2 separate regions of the Danio rerio genome follow, and region 2 is linked to region 1. A link is a contact called in public HiCAR-type data. All regions are on one chromosome and are shown on one strand. The core of a region is the stretch at or near the end of the contact, and the rest is flanking DNA. Distances in the headings are between cores, read along the strand shown.

Region 1 (5,323 bases), core at 1,358-3,857:
GTTCAGAACAGCATCATAAGAGTTTTTTTTTTCTGTACCATAAGGTACAACTTTTAAAAAGGTGCCAAACTGCTCCTTAAGAAACATTATTTGTACCACTATGTACCTTTTTTACTGAGTGTGTATAATGCATTTTGTTTTCATCGGTTGTTTCTATGTGGGGTCAAACATGGACAAACTCAACCATTACACTATATATATATATATATATATATATATATATATATATATATATATATATATATATATATATATATATATATATATATATATATATATATTATTTTTTTTTTTTTAATGGGCAGGGGCGGAGTTAGTGATTTGGGGGCCCAAAGCAACTCCAGGTATGGGGCCCTAGCTTTTTAAAAAATAAAAAATAAACTGCATGTTAAAATGTGTATATCATCCTGCAATGTACATCATGAAGTGAATGATTGAACGTGACTTAAACGTGAAGCTTAATTTTAGTTCAGCAATTTATTTTTAAAGACCCAATTATTCAATTATTCATTCGATTTTTTTCGGCTTAATCCATTTAGTAATCTGGGGTTGACACAGCAGAATGAACCGCCAACTTATCTAGCACATGTTTTTACGCAGTGGATGCCCTTACAAATGCAACCTATCATTAGGAAACACACATACACACTTATTGACACACATACATTACGGCCAATTCAGCTAATCCAGCATGTTTTTGGATTTATGGGGGGAACTGGAGCACCCGGAGGAAACCCACGCGAACACTGGGAGAACATGGAAAAACTCCACACAGAAACGTTATTATCATTATTATTATTGTTATTATTATTATTATTATTATTATTATTATTATTATTATTAAAGTGTTATTTTACTCGTTACTTAGAAAAAGTTATATTATTATGTAACTCACATTTCTTGTTATTCAGGTACCCCCAACCCTAGTCATAATGTTCTTAAAATGAATTAAAAAGTAGTCTGAATACATGACCTTAAATAAACAGTGTAGTTTATGCTATTAACAGTGGTGGAAAAAAGTATCAAAAAATCATTGTAAAAAAACAAAAAGTACCAATTTAAAAAGTACCATTACTTAACCAAACCAACCAATCAACAAACAAACAAACAAACAAACAAACAAACAAACAAACAAACAAACAAACAAACAAACAAAGTTCAAAAGTATCAAAAATGTATATCTAGTCTATTATGCCCTTCTAACTTTTTTTTATTCAGCAAATGTATACATTTCCTTTTATTAAGTAAACAATGCCTTTTCTTATTGGGCCACTTGATTTTTTGAAGTGTGCTTGGCCAAAAGGCTACCATGCAAATCTTTGACACTGCACATGTTTGCTGAATGAAAGCATCTGTGTTGTGAGGTCTGTCTGATATGATTATCCTATACATGATTTGATTGGATGGAAATCGGCTGATTTTCTACTTAGTCGATCACCGTAGTCACAAAAAATAAGCATATATATATTCTTACACATACATACACATACACGCACACACACACACCACAGCCATGTCACCCTGCAGCCCAAGACCGGTTACTCACTGAAGCTAAGCAGGGCTGAGCCTGGTCAGTACCTGGATGGGAGAACACTAGGGAACACTAGGTTGCTGTTGGAAGTGGTGTTAGTGAGGCCAGCAGGGGGCGCTCAACCTGTGTTTTGTGTGAGTCCTAATGCCCCAGTAAAAGTAAAGGGGACACTACACTGTCAGTGCGCGCCGTCTTTCGGATGAGACGTTAAAACCGGGGTCCTGACTCTCTGTGGTCATTAAAAATCCCATGGCACTCCTCGTGAAAGAGCAGGGGTGTAACCCTGGTGTCCTGGCCAAGTTTCCTCTATCGGCCCTTACGATCATGGCCTCCCAATCATCCCCTTCCACCGAATTGGCTCTATCACTGTCTCTCCACTCCACCAATAGCTGGTGTGTGGTAAGCGCACTGGCGCCGTTGTCCTGTGGCAGCCGTCGCATCATCCAAGTGGATGCTGCACACTGGTGGTGGTGTGGAGAGACCCCCTCATGATTGTGAAGCGCTTTGGGTGTATGGCCATACACAATAAATGCGCTATATAAATACACATTACATTACACACACACACGCACACGCACACACACACTTTGCACTGTCTGTATTTTGCACTGTTGTTGTATTTGTCTTAATTTTGTACTGTCTGGAGCGCCAACACCTAAGCTCTTCATCATCACAGCACATGCTGCTGATGATGTGACAATAAAAGTGATTTGATTTGATTTGACATATATACATACATATATATTTACTTACATATATAGTCTGTCATTGGGAGTGGAACCAATGTACTAAATGACAAATAAACTTGTTTGTCTTTTTTCTTTCAATGTTGCTTAAAATACCTGTTTAATACATTCTACAAATACTTAAATACTTGCTAGTTGTTATGTATCACAACAACATTTACCACTAAAGGCTTTACTTTTTCTCTGTGGCAGTTTGGACCAACTAGCTTTTCCCTCCCCTTTTTTTCTGACAGTGGTTTTACCAGAGATTATACTCCCAGAAATCTGCATCTTGACTCTATGGGGCGTCTGCGGTGCGTTGACGTAGAAGGCGGAACTATCGTAAGAGCGGCTGAATCGTTCCTGCTGTACTTCAGCACGGAGCGTAAACACTGAGACACTCGCTGTCAACTTCAAACATGTGGAGGTTGTTACATTGTATCCTCGGCTTCATCAGGCTCTACTTAGATGGCGTGAAAGTCCTGCTATACCAGCTTTTCAACAAATCTTTCAGGCTGCCAGGTTAGAGGTTTTTATCGTTACGATTGAGATGTGCTCCAACGAGCGGCTATTTTATGTGTGCAACAGCTGTCAAACATCTATTCTGTAGTAAAGCTGTCCGATGCAGTTGGGGAAAGTTTGAGTCGCTTAAAGAGACAGCACACACGGAAATTAAAATAATGCTTTGATTTAGTCACCTTCATGTTTTTCTTAATGATATCTTTATGATTTTTCTTCCCGATAAACCTTAAATGAGGACTGCAGAATAACAGCGTCAGTCTCAATTTCTTAATGTTTCTATATTATTATTATTATTATTATTATTATTATTATTATTGTTATTATTATTATTATTAGTAGTAGTAGTAGTAGTAGTAGTAGTAGTAGTAGTAGTCGTACTTCGCGTTTTCTGTTGAATAATTGAAAATGCTCAGTGAGTTATTAATGTATTTATTTACTCTATTCTAGTTAATTTTTTTAAGCATCTCCTTATATATTCCATTTATCCCCTTTTTAATATTTAAACACTTTGTATATGTATTGATTTTTTGACTGCTTGCTGACAATTGTTGCAATTGCTTAAGAGCAATTCCAGCTATAGATGAAAAACATAAATTCACAAAGTAACTACGTTAATATTTTATTGAAACATCTGTTTATATTTTCCAAAACAACTAAGCAAAGAATTATGGGTTCAGAAGAATATCAATCTGTAAACATATTTCATATTTTAAATGAGGAAAACAATCAAGCGTTATTACATGACCAAAAAGTTTGCGAGTTTTACCCGTATACAACATACTTCTGTGAATTAAACTGTGCGACCCAACATAAATAATTGATAATCAAAAGGATAAGAGTTGGCTCAATATAGAACAAAGTGGTTGACGTGTGGCATGTTTGTGTTATGGATGTGACAGATGTGAAATTGGCACTTGTGTGATTTTAGTAAATCAAATATAATAGTTTGAAAACATTAACAGAGACATATTTTAAAGCACTGTACAGTACTTGCTTACATACAAAATGCAGAAATGGTTTCAATATTTTGGCAAAACCTTTTTTTTCATGGCAAGGTTGACATTTGCTTGGAATAGCTGTGTTTTTCATTTGCTGTTTAAGGTAGCTTTCTGTAACCTTTGACCTAATAATTCTAAAGCTATACAAGCCACTAATATATTCTTATATCACTTTTCATTTAAAGTAATTGCACAGCAGACCATAATAATTAATGTTTTAAGATTTTTAAAAAGTAAAAGAAAGAAAAAGTAAAGATAAAGCAAGTAGTTTGAATTATCTGAGTCATTCATGCTGGCAGAGATGCAATATGGCTGTTCATCTTTATCACAATCTAATCACATGTTTCTGCTTAGGATAGCTTGGTTGCAAATTCAGACGGCTCTTTATTTAAATTTAAATCACCATTAAAGGGCAACCATGTCCCAGCACGAAGCTCAAGGATTAAACTCAAATCCATCCTTACAATGGACTTTTTGTATCAGAAATATTCAAAGCCCTTTGGGATTAGTTACAAAGGGAGAAAAAGCCTTATTTTTTTGCACATTCTTTGACTTTTTTTAAGGATGACATTAAAATGTGAGCCTTAAAATGAACACATAATTAACTTAATTTTAACTTATCACATATTAACTTTTATTTATAACATGGAAATGTCAACAAGTAGCACTCTTGCTTATTAGTAATGATTATCATAATCTCTCTGCTTCTCTGACCGATTGAGCGGTAAAACATCAATAGTGGACTAGTGGATTTGTTTATGATTATTATTTATTAGAAGTAAAAACACACACTTAGCAAAGGCATGAAGGAATAGCATCATTAGTAGGCTTATTGCAAAAGCTCATGCTGTTCGCAGTACGTTGGCGTTGGATGCAGTTTCTACATTTTAATGATCTCAGAGACCAGTGTAAATCTGAAAACACTTGCAAAGCGCTGACAGGATACGTCCCAAACAAAGACAGTATGTCAGTGTAAAACAACCTTGTTAGGTATGATAAAAATATGTATTTTACATCATTTTCTTGCTTCCTGTCTTGCCCAGATTTGCCCGAGCAGAATGGAAAGGTTGCCATAGTTACAGGGGGAACCAGAGGAATGGGATATGAGATTTCCAGACATCTGGTCAGCCTGGACATGCATGTGATCATTGGTATAGTATCACCTCAAACGTGATTTATGATCAGTGAGCCAAAACTATTCCACTGACGATTTGACCTCAGATCAATTCTTGTGGTCATGCAGCTTGTTAATAGGTTTCCTGCCACTTTTCATTGATTTTTAAAGAGTTATCTATAACATGATGAGCAGTGGGTTTTAAGTACAACTGGTCTGAAGGAGCCAATGAAATTTTAGTAATGAAAACTAAAGATTTAACTGTTGGTCAAAAAAAAAAGATAACTGAAATAAAATACACAAATCACAATGAATGAAAAACTAAAACTAACTAAAACTAAAACAGTTGCTGAAATAAAATAATAATTAGCAAAATAATATATATTTTTAGAATTAATTAGCACGGGAAATCTGACTCGTGGCTGTTTAGAGA
Region 2 (5,506 bases), core at 2,745-5,244, 150 kb after region 1:
ATATCTATAAGCAAGTATGCACCAAAATAGTGTAAAAAAATAAATAAAACTCCTATAAACATAAAAAAAAGTTTAGATATTGTCACTTCTGCCTAAATGGATCAAGTTTTATTCACATCCCCTCATAATTTCTCATTAAATTATGACCTTTCGAATACCCTTTAGTTTCTAATATTCCCTGTCCCCTTCAAGACACATTTGATGCGCTTGAGCTCAACCACTCACACTGGCAGAGCGTGATAAAAACTAAATGCTGTTATTTTTTTTTAAAGGGGAGGGGCTACACTATGTGCCATTTTCTCTTCATTTCTCAGTTGAGACTACGTCAAACATTGAATAAAAATGCACATTTCAAAGCACTTCATAAGACCTTTAAGAGAGGAAAATAGTAGCAGGTAAATAACTTACTGTATTGCCCGCTACTTGTCTGATAGATGGGCGTTGGCACAGTAACGGTTGTTATGGCTGGAGTGGAGTCCTCCTCTGATTTCTCTTCTTCTATCCGTGGCACCGCTGGAGCATCAGATGAAAGATCATTCAGGATCTTTCTGCATTACAAAATATCAAAAGAAGCTTATGAACAGGGCTTCGTGAATAAAGCAAGATTGTAGGATTTATGTGGCTGTTGAAATCTAGACAATTAATATTCACTGCAGCATTTCCACATGATTTTATATGACTGCATGATGTAGACTCTGTAAGCTGATTTTATATATTTTAAATGTTATACACTACGAGAGCAAAATATAAGTTCTCTGAGGCATTGGTGAACAAATAAAAAAAAGAAAGTGACAATTTTTTTTATATTGTGATTTCATTCATTAATTCATTTTCTTTTCGCCTTAGTCCCTTTATTCATCAGGGGTTGAAACAGCCAACTTATCCAGCACACGTTTCACGCAGCAGATGCTCTTCCGGCTGCAACCCATCATTGGAAAACACCCATACACTCTTATTCACACACATACACTACAGACAATTTAGCCTACCCAATTCACCTATAGCACAAGTCTTTGGACTGTGGGGGAAACTGGAGCACCCGGAGAAAACCCACATGAACACGGGGAGAACATGCAAACTTCACACAGAAATGCCATCTGATCCAGCCAAAGCTCGAACCAGCAACTTTCTTGCTGTGAGGTGACAGTGCCAACCAATGAGCCACCGCACCACCCTATTGTGATTTCATGTTCAAGTCATTTTGAACTTGGGTATGCATGGATCACCTTTAGCTGTCAAAAATACTCTCTGTCTGAAACATTTGATGCTACACAAGTGTAAAAACCTTTAATAAATAATTTTATATAATTGCTATACATATTAAAATATATTTATACCACATGAATGACTGACAAACTTAAAAACATCTCTCTTTTTTTCAGAAAGTAAACGTTTATTTAAGTAAAAAAGAAACAATCAGTTATACGTTTTAAATATTTAAATAAAATTATTATTTTTTTAATTGTGTGCTGTTAAAAAATTAGTTTTTAGATTATGTGCTTTTATACATTTTATGAAAGGTAAAACAAATCGACTGTTTCACTTTAAGTGTTGTTCATGTGTAAATTGTAAATTCAAAGAATGTCTTAATTAAATGGTAAAAACACAAACCATTTGAAAACATTTTTGAAATAACTACTATGATTCATTAAATGAGGAATGAATGTTACTGTAATATTTCCGCACTGTTTAATAAATGTTAAGTTAAAAAATATGAAACAGTTTTCTTGCTATAGTAAGTTTATAGACACTTGTGTCCTCATTTTTCATTTTAAACAGATTTTTGCAGAAAAAAAGATGCAGCTTTCGTTAAAACAGGATTATAAATGTGTCATCAAATTTAGAAACATGCAGATACCTGTATGAGGGCCGTCTAGACAGAATCTCTCTCCTTTTCTGAGAATCTGTCACACTGTCCACTGACTCCTGAGAATCATCACTCTCAGCAATAGTAGAAATCTGATACAAAAAGGCATAAATATTCATGCTTTATACACCTGAATCAGTAAACACTTTGTCATCCTAAACTTTGAAGAGATATTTCATCTAAAAATGAAAATTCCATCTTTGCACTAAAATATTTCAATTTGTGTTCCAAAGATAAAAGACGGTCTAAGGAGTTAGGAACAAGATGAGGGTGATTAAAATAATAACAAAATTTGGCTTACTTGTACAGTTTGCACCTGTGGGGATTGTATGACAGAGGGCTGGGCTGCCTGGATGACCCCGTGAACTTGCACTGTTTGCCCATTGGGCAGCTGAACTAAGGTCACTGTGGGTGCAGTTGCTGATGCCTGTGCTGCCGCCATGGAAACCTGCACCAGGGAGGTACAATAAGGTTTAATTAAATAAAAACATCATCCCGGATCTACATGTATAATAACCATAACCCTTGTAATCATAATCAGTCTTGTCATCCTAGCAAACGTTTCCAAAAGCTTTGGAAGCATCTTAATGCCAGAAACTCACTTGTGCCAAGGTGGCAATCTGCTGAGTGTCTGTCTCTGAGACCGCAGTGTCGCCGCCCTGCTGGACATCTGCTCCTGCCTCCATGGTCATCTAGATAGCCTGAAGATGTAATTCAAGAGTCCTTCATTTGTATACTTTGAAAATTATGCAATGAATATATACACAGGGTAGGTTATCAAACTGCCCAAAAAAGGGTATTGTTATGCACCCACGATTATTTTAAAGGTTGACTGCAAAAAAAAAAAAAAACTTCTACCCACAGACTGGGTTTGATATAAAGTCATTACGAACATTTTAAATATAAAATATACATTTATGCATTTTTTTTAAACATACTTAACGTTAAACATGTCAATTTAATGTAAATCCAAAAATAAAATTTAAATGTATTAAATTCTTAAAGGGGTGAAATGTTTCCAGAAATGTATATTTCTTCACGTAAAAAATGGCATTACTAAAGTGAAATATTTGCATTATAATGTATTTTAACAAAAGCAGCCACCAAGCCTCAGCACAAAAATAAGAATATGCATATTTAACAGTAAATATCATTAATATTAGTCTTTTATGGAGCTGTGACTATTTTGTAACAAGTAATCGTGTTAAAAATGAGACCTTAATCATAGTGTGCCACAAACACAAGATGACTCCATTTGCCGCCTTTTTTTTACTTCCGTATGCAGCTGTCAGTCAGATCTGTGTCTTGGTTTTTAAGCATTTATGAACGTGGTAACTTAAAGGAAAATAAAATCGGCATACAGTGCAAGCTAAATCATTTTATTTTTCATGATTTTCCATCTAAGGCCATTTGAGAAATAAAAAACAGCACAATAAATACAAGCGCTTGCATTTTTAGGCGTGTTTCGACTTGTAAAATAGCACTCCACGTTGAATGAATCAAGCATGCGGCACAAAATCACTCTGTTTTATGGTGCACTCAGAATGGAAAAATACTCATGAATCATTTTTTTCTCTATAATTTTATTTACCAGTTAAAACCCACAATTTATGATAAAGAATAGCTGTTTAATGTGGTACAAAACACCATTGCTCGGGCGGGAATACAGTAAAGATCTTTAATGTATCACGGAGAGCTTAGACTGCTCAACAAACCAATGCTGGAGCCAAAAAAGAAAAAAAATCATTTCACGCGCTGGACTTTCATAAAAAGGTGCCATGGACGGGCGGTCACATTCATAACTACGCATCTCTCTCCCATAAACACATGTATTTTGTAGACCCGTCCCGCTTTCCTCCTTCTACAACCTGACTCATTGTCTGCAAGCAAGTCTGAGCTGTGGAGAAACATGCCCACCGCCGCCATGATCTCTTTGTTACAGACGGATCGAGCATTGCGACATGTCCACTAAAACGCCAAGTGTATTATCTCTTTCCCCCACGAATGCGTCTCTTCTTACCCGACACAGACTCGCCTCGTCACTCCCAGGCCTCCGGAGCTCCACTTTTATTTAGTCCGACACGTAAGAGACCGCGTCAGGCTACACCTCCGTCGCGTCACCGAGGACAACAACACAGAGAACGAGGGGGACGAAATACAGCCCTAATTCAGGATCGACAAGATCCGAGAGGTAGGCGGAACTTGCCGAACGTAGCACGAACCTACACGAACAGCCATCGAGCAGAGTCGAATTTACACGAGGTGTCTCTCCGTGACTGTTCACATGAGCATGCGTCAAATCCGTGCGCTACGATTGGCTGACTTTTGTCGTAATGAATATGAATAAATCTGTTCAAATGTACTACAGCAGGGGTTTTCAGCCTTTTAGAAGCCATCGAATCTGAAATTTGACAATTGGAAGAAAAATGATAATTTATAGTATTATTATATAATGTTTTATATAATTGTGTAATTGTTTAATACTTTATTAAAGGACAGTTTTCTTTTTGTTTTCACATAAATTTGTAGAAAAACTCCTGTATATATTTATTTATAATTGTCATTGGTATTATTATTATTAATTTATGATGTATTTCTTGTCATTAAATAATATTTAAATATTATTATTATTTTAAGTATTGATTTGTATATTATATATATACATTTTATCTTATTTTTAGATATTTTTATTTTAGTTTTTAGTTACGAGAACGACAGAGAGACCTTTGTTTTTGCGGCAGACATCTATGGGCGGTGCCAGTCAGTGTGATGTTACGACTGGATAGCTTCAATGCAACGTCACGTCAATGTTCACCAATTAAAATGAATAACTGATGCAGAAGAGCAGAAGTTCACCGCCTTCTTGTCAGGAACCAGGAAATAGTCATGATATTTTGATAGCCAACTCTCACTTGATAATAGTCATTGTGATATACTTAGTTTTCTTATTAGTTTCTTGGTCGGCGGAGTTTGTTGCAGTAATGACATCGTTATTCAAGAAAAAGACCGTAGATGGTAAGTTTCTTGCCGCCGCTTTGAGTGCTTGTTTGTTTGTCAAAGCCGCCCAAGCAACGCTCTCACGTCTATCAAAGACTGCGTTAGCAATTTCTGTCGTTTTATTTAATACATTAAATACGATTTGGGCTGTAGTTTGTACAAAGACGTGTCTTTGAATTGCTGCCATGACGTAAACATTTTACATTTGGCTTCTTTCGCTTGTGTCTTACAAATAATACTTAAGCATGTCGGTTTAAAATAAACTAATCCAGTAACGTTAGCTCTTAAAAGAAATCACTGTCCCTTTACGTTAATCGTTCCTCTGAACCTTGCTATGAAAGTAGTTCCAACACATTAATTTGTTATAACTGACTCAGACATTTTAGCATTATTAATTTATATGGCGATCGATAACTATGTCTCCTTCATTCTACAGATGTCATTAAAGAACAAAACAAAGAGCTGCGAGGAACGCAGAGACAAATTGCCAGAGACCGGACAGCACTGGAAAAACAGGAAAAGCAACTGGTGAGATTCCCCACCCATCAACGTGACGTCTATATACTCATGCCAAATGTTCTTCATTTACTGAGGTGTATGAGATCACGAGGTTATGACATTAATGTCACAGAGAGACAGTTT

The links. HiCAR-type assays count read pairs that join an accessible place to other places.
Region 2: a contact with region 1 is called in a HiCAR-type map of caudal fin, with 4 times the contacts expected there. The contact joins the promoter of creb1a here to the promoter of dhrsx in region 1. A contact is called at or near these places in 2 of 18 Hi-C or Micro-C datasets (caudal fin and hematopoietic stem cells) and 1 of 4 datasets of contacts at active chromatin or transcription factors (caudal fin).

The regions. Positions count from the first base shown.
Region 1 is chr1:36,917,202-36,922,524 of GRCz12tu, forward strand. dhrsx (dehydrogenase/reductase (SDR family) X-linked) reads left to right here and starts at 2,608. Exons shown (of 7, transcript NM_001256719.1): 1 at 2,608-2,778; 2 at 4,820-4,927. The coding sequence starts at 2,676.
Region 2 is chr1:37,067,581-37,073,086 of GRCz12tu, forward strand. It overlaps creb1a (cAMP responsive element binding protein 1a), which reads right to left and starts at 3,995. Exons shown (of 8, transcript NM_200909.1): 1 at 3,888-3,995; 2 at 2,470-2,568; 3 at 2,169-2,315; 4 at 1,859-1,959; 5 at 409-548. The coding sequence starts at 2,559. It overlaps chmp2bb (charged multivesicular body protein 2Bb), which reads left to right and starts at 4,714. Exons shown (of 6, transcript NM_212904.2): 1 at 4,714-4,882; 2 at 5,301-5,392. The coding sequence starts at 4,849.